3 separate regions of the Sus scrofa genome follow, and regions 1 and 2 are each linked to region 3. A link is a contact called in public Hi-C data. All regions are on one chromosome and are shown on one strand. Each heading gives the region's core, a stretch centred on a gene start, on an enhancer-like site or on the middle of the called end of the contact. The rest is flanking DNA. Distances are from core to core; before and after follow the strand shown.

Region 1 (2,700 bases), core at 30-2,529, 99 kb after region 3:
TATTTTAAGTTTATGATGTCTTAAGTCCAAATACACTCTAAAAGTCTTAAATTTTATTCCCACCTCCATGTTTTATGTTTTTGACATTTTACGTTACATCTTTTAATTTTGGAAGTCTCAACTTCCTATTGTACACACACAAAATTTTACTATTTTTAAGAAAACCTCACAATAGCTTTATGTTTGCCTTTATCAGTGAGATTTTTTTCTTTCATAGTTTTCCTATTTCTTGTAGTGACCTTTCCTTTTCCATTTAAAGAAATCCTTTAAATTTCTTGTAAAAGTGGTTTAGTGGTAGCGAACTGTTTTAGCTTTTGTTTATCTGGGAAACTCTTCATCTCTCCTTCAATTCTTAATAATGACCTTGTTGGGTAGGTATTCTTGGTTGTACTTTTAGCACCTTGGGTATATCATGCCACTCCCTTCGGGCCTGCAAAGTTTCTGCTGAAAAAGAATCTGGTAGTCTTATGGAGATCCCCTTGTACATAACTAGTTGTTTTTTCTTGGTGCTTTTAAGATTCTCGTTTTATTTTTAACCTTTGACATTTTAATTATAATGTGCCTTGGCATGGGTTTCTTGGGGTGCATCTTGTGTACACCTCTCTTTGATTCCTGGACCAAATGTCTGTTTCCTTTACTAGGTTAAGGATATTTTCAGGTTTATGTCTTCAAATAAATTCTCTGACCCTTTCTATCACTCTTCTCCTTCTGGGTCCCCTATAATGTGAATATTAGAATACTAGTATGCTTGAGGTCCCTTAAACTATCATTTTTTTTAATTATTATTATTATTATTATTATTATTTTTTTTTTTGCTATCCTGACTAGATGATTTATACTACTAGGTCTTCAGATTCCTGATCTGTTCTTTCACATCCTTTAATCTGCTATTGATCCCTTTATTATATTTTTCATTTCTACTGTGGTATTTTTCCATTATAATTGCTTTTTTATATTTTATATTTCTTTGTTGAAGGTCTTACTGAATTCATTCATTCTTCTCTCCAGTTTGGTTGGCATTTTTATGACTATACCTTTGAAATATTTATCTGCTTTTTTTTTTTTTTTTCAGTTCTCTTTCTCTAAGGCTTTATCTCATTCTTTCATTTGGAAGGTCTTCCTTTTTCTACTCATTTTGCATAACTCTTTGTATTTGTTTCTTTGTATTAGGTACTTTAGCTATAGCTTCCAGTCTTGAAAGAGTGACCTTATGAGGAAGGTGTTCTGTGGGGCTCAGTGTAGCCATCCCTGTGGTCACCAGAGCCAGGTGTTCCAGGTGGAATCCCCTCTGTGGGCTTCGTGCACCCTCCTGTTGTGATTGGGTCTGTTTGTTGTGAGTGCCCTTGTCAGGCCAGCTGGCTGAGCAGTCTGGCTGTGACTGTCGCAGGCATGCTGATGTGAAGGGCTTGCTCCTAGCATGACTGGCTGTGAGGCCTGGCTGCAACTATTGCAGGCATGCTGGCATGTGATGCCACTTTAGAGGGGCATCAGTGCAGAGTGACACAGCTTGCCAGGCGGGGTGGGGTTGGAACTGCTTTGGTGGGGCCAACCACAGCAAGTGGGTTGGGTGGGACTGGTTCTCAAGAGATGCTGGAGCAGTGCACATGGTATTAGTTAGGTGGAAGGAGAGTAAAATAAATGGCACCCTTCAGTGCTTTTGCTCAGAGAGAAAGTTCTAGCATATCCCTGCCCTCTGGCACATGCCCTATAATTAGTCAATAAATTTCCTTCTCATATGATATAGGCACTTTTCAACCTGCTGCCTCCATGCTGGAATTTGGAGCAAGTGAGTTTGTGTTCAAGAACTGCAAGAGCAGAGTCATTTGTGCAGATTTCTGGCTCTCCTGGATGTAAGCACCACTAGTTTTCAGAGACATTCACCATGGTGTCTTGTCTTCCTAGTGCAGGTAACTCAGGCTGGGAGTTGGATGTGGGCCTTGGACCCCTTTCTCCTGAAGGATGGCCTCCATGCTTGTGACATCCCTCCCACTTGTGAGTTGCTCTACCATGGGTATTGGTTCTGACCAAATTGCATCTTTGTCCCGCCTACCTGTGTTGATGTGGCCTTTTCTTTATATCTTTAATTGTAGAAAATCTGTTCTGCTAATCCTCATGTCTTAGAGATAGTCGTTCTATATTTAGATGTAGTTTTGGTGTGTCCATGGGAGAGGGCACCTCAGGATCTTCCTACTTTACTATCTTGATTTGGACCCCTCAGAATTTACTGTCCTATCTCTTCAATCAGATTGTCATATTTCAGCTTGTGGGAAGAGACTAACTCTTAACCATATTTTCTCAAGGTGAAGACTTTAATGGGAGTTTCTCAAAGTGTGGTCCTCAATATCCCATATGAAGGATATCTAGAAAGTCTAACTAAACATGCAGATTCTAAGGCCCCACCCATCTTACTAATCCTGTATTGCCTACAGTGAGGACCGAGAACAGGGATTGCAACAATCCTTTCCCCTGGTGATGCCTATGCACACTAAATTTGAGGACTGCAGCCTCATAGGCACAAGGAAGATATATGATGTCTGGCTTGAACTGCTTCCCACTGACATTCCTAAGATACCCTCGGGTTAAGTCTCTGAGGGCCATAGGGACCAGCAGGCTGGGCCTAAGAGTAGAATTTGTACATGCATTCATTTAACAAACATTAATCATGATCTTACTCTGCTAGGTATAGGTATATGATGGGGA
Region 2 (2,856 bases), core at 352-2,851, 76 kb after region 3:
TTAACAGATACACACTGCTATACACAAAATAATAAAAAACAAGGACCTACAGTATAGTACCAGGAACTGTACTCAATATCTTGTAATAACCTATAATGGATAAGAACCTGACAAAGAAAATATATATTTATATATATATGCAAGTGTGTGTATGTGTATAACTGAATCACTTTGCTGTATACTTGAAACTAACATAATATTGGAAATTATCCTTCAATTGAAAAAAAAAAGAAGGCAGCCTTTGGATCTATATTTGTGATAAGTGTATGACTTACCTGTTCAAATTTGAAATAAAATTTATACAAAGCCTTCAGGATCTGTGTATCTCAGGAAATCTTGTAGGTTCAAACCAAACCAAACCCAAAACAAAAGCAACCCTGAAGTTCCTTCTTTTTCTTTTTCGGGTCATCATACGTGCAGCATATGGAAGTTCCCAGGCTAGGGGTCACATCAGACCTATAGCTGCTGGCCTATAATCCGAGCCTTGTCTGAGACCTACACCACAGCTTGCGGCAATGCCAGATCCCCTACCCTCTGATCAAGGCCAAGGATGGAACCTGCATCTTCATGGATACTAATCAGATTCATTTCCTCTGCACCACAGCAGGAACCTACTCCTTAGTTTTCTCAATTAGAATTTTTCTTGATTCTGCACAATCAAAACAATACATAAACAAATTTGGTGCTGAGGCTGCTCTACGATTGCAACTATTATCCATAAATCCCAGTTTCAAATTTTGTATGTATATGTTTGTATTTCTATTTCTATTTTTTTTAGGGGGGTCTTTTTGTCTTTTTAGGGCCGCACGCATGGCATGTGGAGGTTCCCAGGCTAGAGGTCCAATCGGAGCTGTAGCCGCCGGCCTAAGCCAGAGCCGCAACAACGAGGGATCTGAGCCGCATCTGCAACCTACACCTCAGCTCACGGGGAGAGAATAGAAGGGCTTTATCCTCTTTGCGTCTTGGACAATTGGCTTTTCCTAGACCCCGCTGTTTCCGTTCTATAGTTCATCTCCTTCATCTGTTCAATAGAATATTTTTTTGTTTGTTTGCTTCTTAGGGCCGCACTCGTGGCATATGGAAATTCCTAGGCTAGGGGTAGAATTGGAGATGTACCTGCCAGCCTCCACACCACAGCCTCAGCAACACGGGGTGAGAGCTATGTCTGTGAACTATACCACAGCGCACGGCAATGCCAGATCCTTAACCCACTGAGCGAGGCCAGGGATCGAACCCACATCCTCATGGATACTAATCGGATTTGCTTCCTCTCTGCTGCCAGGCAGCTCCCTGTTCAAGAATATGATAACCTCTCTCTAGAGCGCAAATGATTTATTCTACCAAGAATGGCTCCTTTTACCCCCTAGCCTTTAAAGTCTCGTAGAAATTTACCTGTTTCATGAGCGTTTCATGAGTTAGAGGCAGCACTTAAAACTGCTTAGCACTTTGTTGGCACTTCTCTTAGAATTCTTAACACTGCCAATGCCTGTTTCCCTGATTAGGTTTCAGTACCATTCTTGGCAGGGTCACCATCTTGTTCGCCTTCATGACCCTTCCTGTGGTTTCTCAGGAAATGCTTGTTGAATTCCATAAGGCAGCCTGAAGTGGTGCCAAAATTGTGCAATCAGAGTCAAGACACTTGGCAGCCATTCTCAGGCCTGAGCCAGGTCTGTCCATAATCAGGCCTTGAGAACGGTGTTATGGCCCCAAAGATGCTTCGCCTTTCTGGGCCTCCGTTTGCTCTTCTGGGACACGAGACGTTTAGAGTGGGTCTGTTGTTCTCAATGAGGTGTGATTTTTCAACACCACTGGTGTCCAGAAGGTCTGGCATGTCCTTAGTGGGCATCCTTGACTGGTTACACAACTCACGAGATGCCTTCTGGTTCCAGAAATAGATGTGGATTGATGGATATTGCTGTGGCTTGGAGGTGGATGGAAGTGAGCAGATTGGAGTGAAAGGTTAGTACTTAAGAGACAGAAAAACAGAGAGTTGGAGCAATTCTCTAAATAATAATAGCTAGTATTTATTAAGCCAGGCATTGTGCTAAGGGCTTGGCGTGCATTCTCATTTAATCCTCCCAATAATACCTTTATGAGGCAGATACTATTACTACACCCATTTAATAGATGAAGAAATTGAGGCCTAGAGAGTTTAAACAATGAGCCAAATTGCTAAATTAGGTGACTAAGCCCTGGAACTGGGCTCAAACCTGAGTTCCCTGACCCCAGAACCTGTATTTAAACACCCACTGGCTGCCTCTCTCTTAGCTGTTGCTTGTGTAGTGGGGGTTGTGATCATGTAGGGAGTTGTCATATGATTCTTATAAATATTGAATTTATTAGTTTGCAGTTCCTCTTCCCTACTGGTGCCTGCCAAGTGATGTGTGCCTTCAGAAGAATAATAGTTTTTATGAAGACAACGCAAAGCGACATCATCTGGCTATTTAATTATTATTTTTTTGGCCACATCTGTAGCATATGGAAGTTCCCAGACCAGGGATCAAACTTGAGTCACTGCAGTGACAACACTGGATCCTTAACCACTAGGCCACCAGGGAACTCCTAATTTTGGAAAATTTTACAGCATACCACTCCAGACGCATGCAACAGTGGCATCTTTTTATCCTGTCATACATACCAGGACCGATTTGGTTATATGAAAGGAATTTTCTGAAGGAAATGCCTGGGGTGAAGGAAAGATCTGGTGTTACGAGATCACCAAAGACGGGAAATGTAGCAAAGCTTGAGAAACTCACTCGGAGTTCTCATTAGTGGTGAGGGAAATGAGGCACAGATAGAACAATGATAATCCTCTTCCGTTTGCAAAATGTTTCACTCCACAGAGTGATCGAGTAA
Region 3 (2,972 bases), core at 153-2,652:
CAGAAGCATATTAAAAAATATATCTGATGGGGAACCACATCAATTATGTAACGTCGGCTGCAGACACTGCCTTCCGAAGTACTGATTCAAATTGGGAGGTCGGCAAAACTGTACCGCAGGCACACACAGAATTTCATTACCTACACCCTGTCCTTCATAAAAGCCATAGGAAAAGCCACATATATACCCACGCTTTTTATAGCACAGATGCATCTGAACTCCTCCGGAGAGGCAGGAGCCTCACAGGCTCTTCTCCTTTAGGCAGTTCCCGTGCTGGCTTCCTCACCTTGCTCAGGGCCACAACAGCTGCTTCCCATACTCTTCAAAATCAGCAACCAAACGTGTTTGGCTTGTGATTCTGAGTCCTCCTTAGGCAAGCTGGAACTCTGCGGAGCCAGCCATCCTTCCCCCACCCCCACCTCCTTCTTCAGCCTCCCCAAGACAATCTGTGGACAATTTTCCCAAAGTCCCCAGAATAACACCGCACTGCCAATAGTCGCCGGCGATGCCGTTTGTTTTTCTTAGAGGGCAATGTAAATTTAACAGCTTTCTGCTGCATCCTGAGTCCCGGTCCTGCTAATTATTAACATGCCTGATTTCTTCAACTTTTTCTCCCTAAAGGGAAGAAGACGCTCCCATTCTTTCCCATATCCGTGTTACATTCAGAAAACACCACTGCTGGGGCGGGAGGGGAGCGGGGAGCTGGTGCACCCCAGCCAAAAAGCAATCGGTCCTTTCCCCCAGAGCCTTAGGAGAGAATCCGCACCCTCCCCGCGGACGCCAGTAGGTGACAGGCGATCCTAAGCGGCGGACACAGGCCAACCTTCCTGGCCTCGTTGCGTCCCGCAGAGCCCTAACTCTGGGGCCACTGAGCGGGTTTCCCCGCAGGAGAGAATCAAGAGTTGGTTGTGATGCAGCAAACCGGAGCCGTGCGTGCAGCCTATCCGAAGCCCTCTTGGTACTGCAGCCCCAGTATCTGCTTTCGCTGTCTACACAACCCAACAAACCAATTATACCCATCTCCCCCATTTTCTGCGACACCAACCCAGCCTGGGTGCCAATGACCCCCCGCAATGACGCGGACCTTGCCCGGCCCTTCCCCTGCGCGCTCGCCCCCCACCGCCGCACCCGTAGCCCTTCTGCGGAGCCCACTCACCCGGGCGAGGGAGCCGGACTCGGCTAGACGGTCGTCGGCGCCGCGGCGGGTCTGCGGAGCTGCGGTCCACGGAGTCAGGGGCGGGCGAGGGTGGGCAGGACGCGAACCATCCGGAGCCCGGGACGTGGCTGGGGCGGCCGCGGCGCCCCCGCGGAGGTCAGTGCAGGCAGCGCGAGGCGGGCACGCTCCGGGGCGCGCTGTCGGGCGCGGCGGCCGCGGGAGGCGGCGCTCGCTGGGTTGCAGGCAGAGTGCGCCCCGCAGCCCAGCCCGCGCCGCGCCACCGCGCACCCCGTCCTCGGCCGCGGGCCCGGCGCGAGCGAAAACGCGGAGCGCGGATGCCGCCGCGGGATCCGGGACGCTCGCGCGCCCACGCGCCCCCTGCTCGGCCACGAGAGGCAAGATCTGCTCCCGGCTCCTGCTGCAGAGGGCGCGGGGAGGCCGGGCGTGCAGGACTTGCTTGGCGCAGCGGGAGGGCTGAGCTGGGCGCCAGGGATCTGTTGCACGAAGTTCGCAAGGGCACAACCCAGATTCTCAAGTGCTGTTGGGTCGTCTCCTCTGCCCCGCCCCCCCCCTTTTAAAGGCTTCTTCTTTTTTTTTTTTTTTTTAAACAAACCATTCTGATGGATGGAAAGACAGGAAGGGTGAAAGGGGGGGAAAAGACAAACCCAATTTCCTCTGATCAAACGATTTGGGGGTTGCCTCTTTGGGTTTCTTTTCCTTTGACTTGGGCGGGGGCGGGGAGAGTTAATTAAACTCTTACTTAGATTCCTTCCGGCGCGCGCCTCGCCTTGCTGGGGGCCCGCTTGGACTCGATCCTACCTTGTGTAACCCCCCTCTGGGCTGTCTCCACCTCGGAGCAAGCAACCAAAGATTTGGCTTTTAGTCCGTTCCCTTCCCTCCTAGACGGTGCTGGTCATATCGAAATCTCAAAGTCTGGGTACTGCACAGGAGAACCTCAGCCCATCGCCATGTCCCTGGCCCGATCCAAATTAGCGTGGCGCACTTCAGGTCGTGTTTAAAGCATTAATTTGATCTCGAGGATCATTTTTCATCGGCCTGACTGCTCTCCATGTTTTCAGTCTGCCCAGTTTCCTGGGCTGGGCTCTCAGGCAAAGTCGCTCAGGGTGAATTGGGGCTTAGCTTGTTTGAAAGTTCTACCCTGACATCTGTGTCATCTTAGAACCTCAAAACCCCTCGCTCTTTCCAGCTTCAGATCAGTGGAGTCTCACACCGTGTGGGTACCGTGTCCCCTGGGGTTACAGAGGGCACATCTCTGCGGCAGCCGCTGAGCCCAGCTTGACAGGTGTCTCTGCAAAGCTGGGGCTTCATTGACCTCTCAATCCCTTCCACAACCCTCTAGGACACTGTAACATCTTCCAAAAAGATGAGGATGTGTGGGAGGGGCAGAGGGGATTGATGCATTTTCTATTTCTTTAAGAAAAATCAAAAGAGTCAATTTCAAAAATTTTCAGAATAACGAGTTTCAGTTATCATTGGGAATAAAATAAGGGAATTCTCGACAGATTCAGAGTTGATGTAAAAAAAGGATTAAAGCAATAACATCTAAAGGCAGAGGAAGGGGAAATGTTACAAATCTTGGGGAATGTTTGGCCTCAGCCCTGGGCTCTGTAATTCCAAGTCTGATTCAGATCTCCCTGCACTGTAGAAACTTTCTCCCCTCTAGATTCAGGGCTGAGTTTCTAAACCTCTGATCACAGAGCCCTCAGGAAAGATGAAATAATTCCACTTGTTCCTGGTGTTTGTAACTGATGGGAATCTGGGGGAAACAACCTAGGCTGTCTTGGTCCTCAGCATT

The links. A called contact is a pair of places that touch in the nucleus more often than the background predicts.
Region 1: a contact with region 3 is called in a Hi-C map of fetal heart ventricle, with 2.7 times the contacts expected there. The contact joins the enhancer-like site here to the promoter of PRICKLE1 in region 3. A contact is called at or near these places in 6 of 47 Hi-C or Micro-C datasets (embryonic fibroblasts, epiblast stem cells, fetal heart ventricle and 2 more).
Region 2: a Hi-C map of skeletal muscle shows a contact between it and region 3, with 3 times the contacts expected there. The contact joins the enhancer-like site here to the promoter of PRICKLE1 in region 3. A contact is called at or near these places in 5 of 47 Hi-C or Micro-C datasets (embryonic fibroblasts, fetal skeletal muscle, mesenchymal stem cells and 1 more).

Annotation. Positions count from the first base shown.
Region 1 is chr5:73,924,587-73,927,286 of Sscrofa11.1, forward strand. All of the region lies in intron 1 of LOC110260766 (a long non-coding RNA gene), which reads left to right. Among named protein-coding and RNA genes, the nearest start is that of PRICKLE1, 99 kb to the left of the region's middle. Within about 2 kb of position 1,280, at least 1 of the 83 cell types and tissues checked has an H3K27ac peak or open chromatin away from gene starts, as enhancers often do.
Region 2 is chr5:73,901,245-73,904,100 of Sscrofa11.1, forward strand. The region is part of intron 2 of LOC110260765 (a long non-coding RNA gene); the gene reads left to right. Among named protein-coding and RNA genes, the nearest start is that of PRICKLE1, 76 kb to the left of the region's middle. Within about 2 kb of position 1,602, at least 11 of the 83 cell types and tissues checked have an H3K27ac peak or open chromatin away from gene starts, as enhancers often do. A contact at or near this core is called in embryonic fibroblasts, fetal skeletal muscle and skeletal muscle, where this site is marked.
Region 3 is chr5:73,825,127-73,828,098 of Sscrofa11.1, forward strand. PRICKLE1 (prickle-like protein 1) reads right to left here and starts at 1,403. Exons shown (of 8, transcript XM_021092560.1): 1 at 1,157-1,403.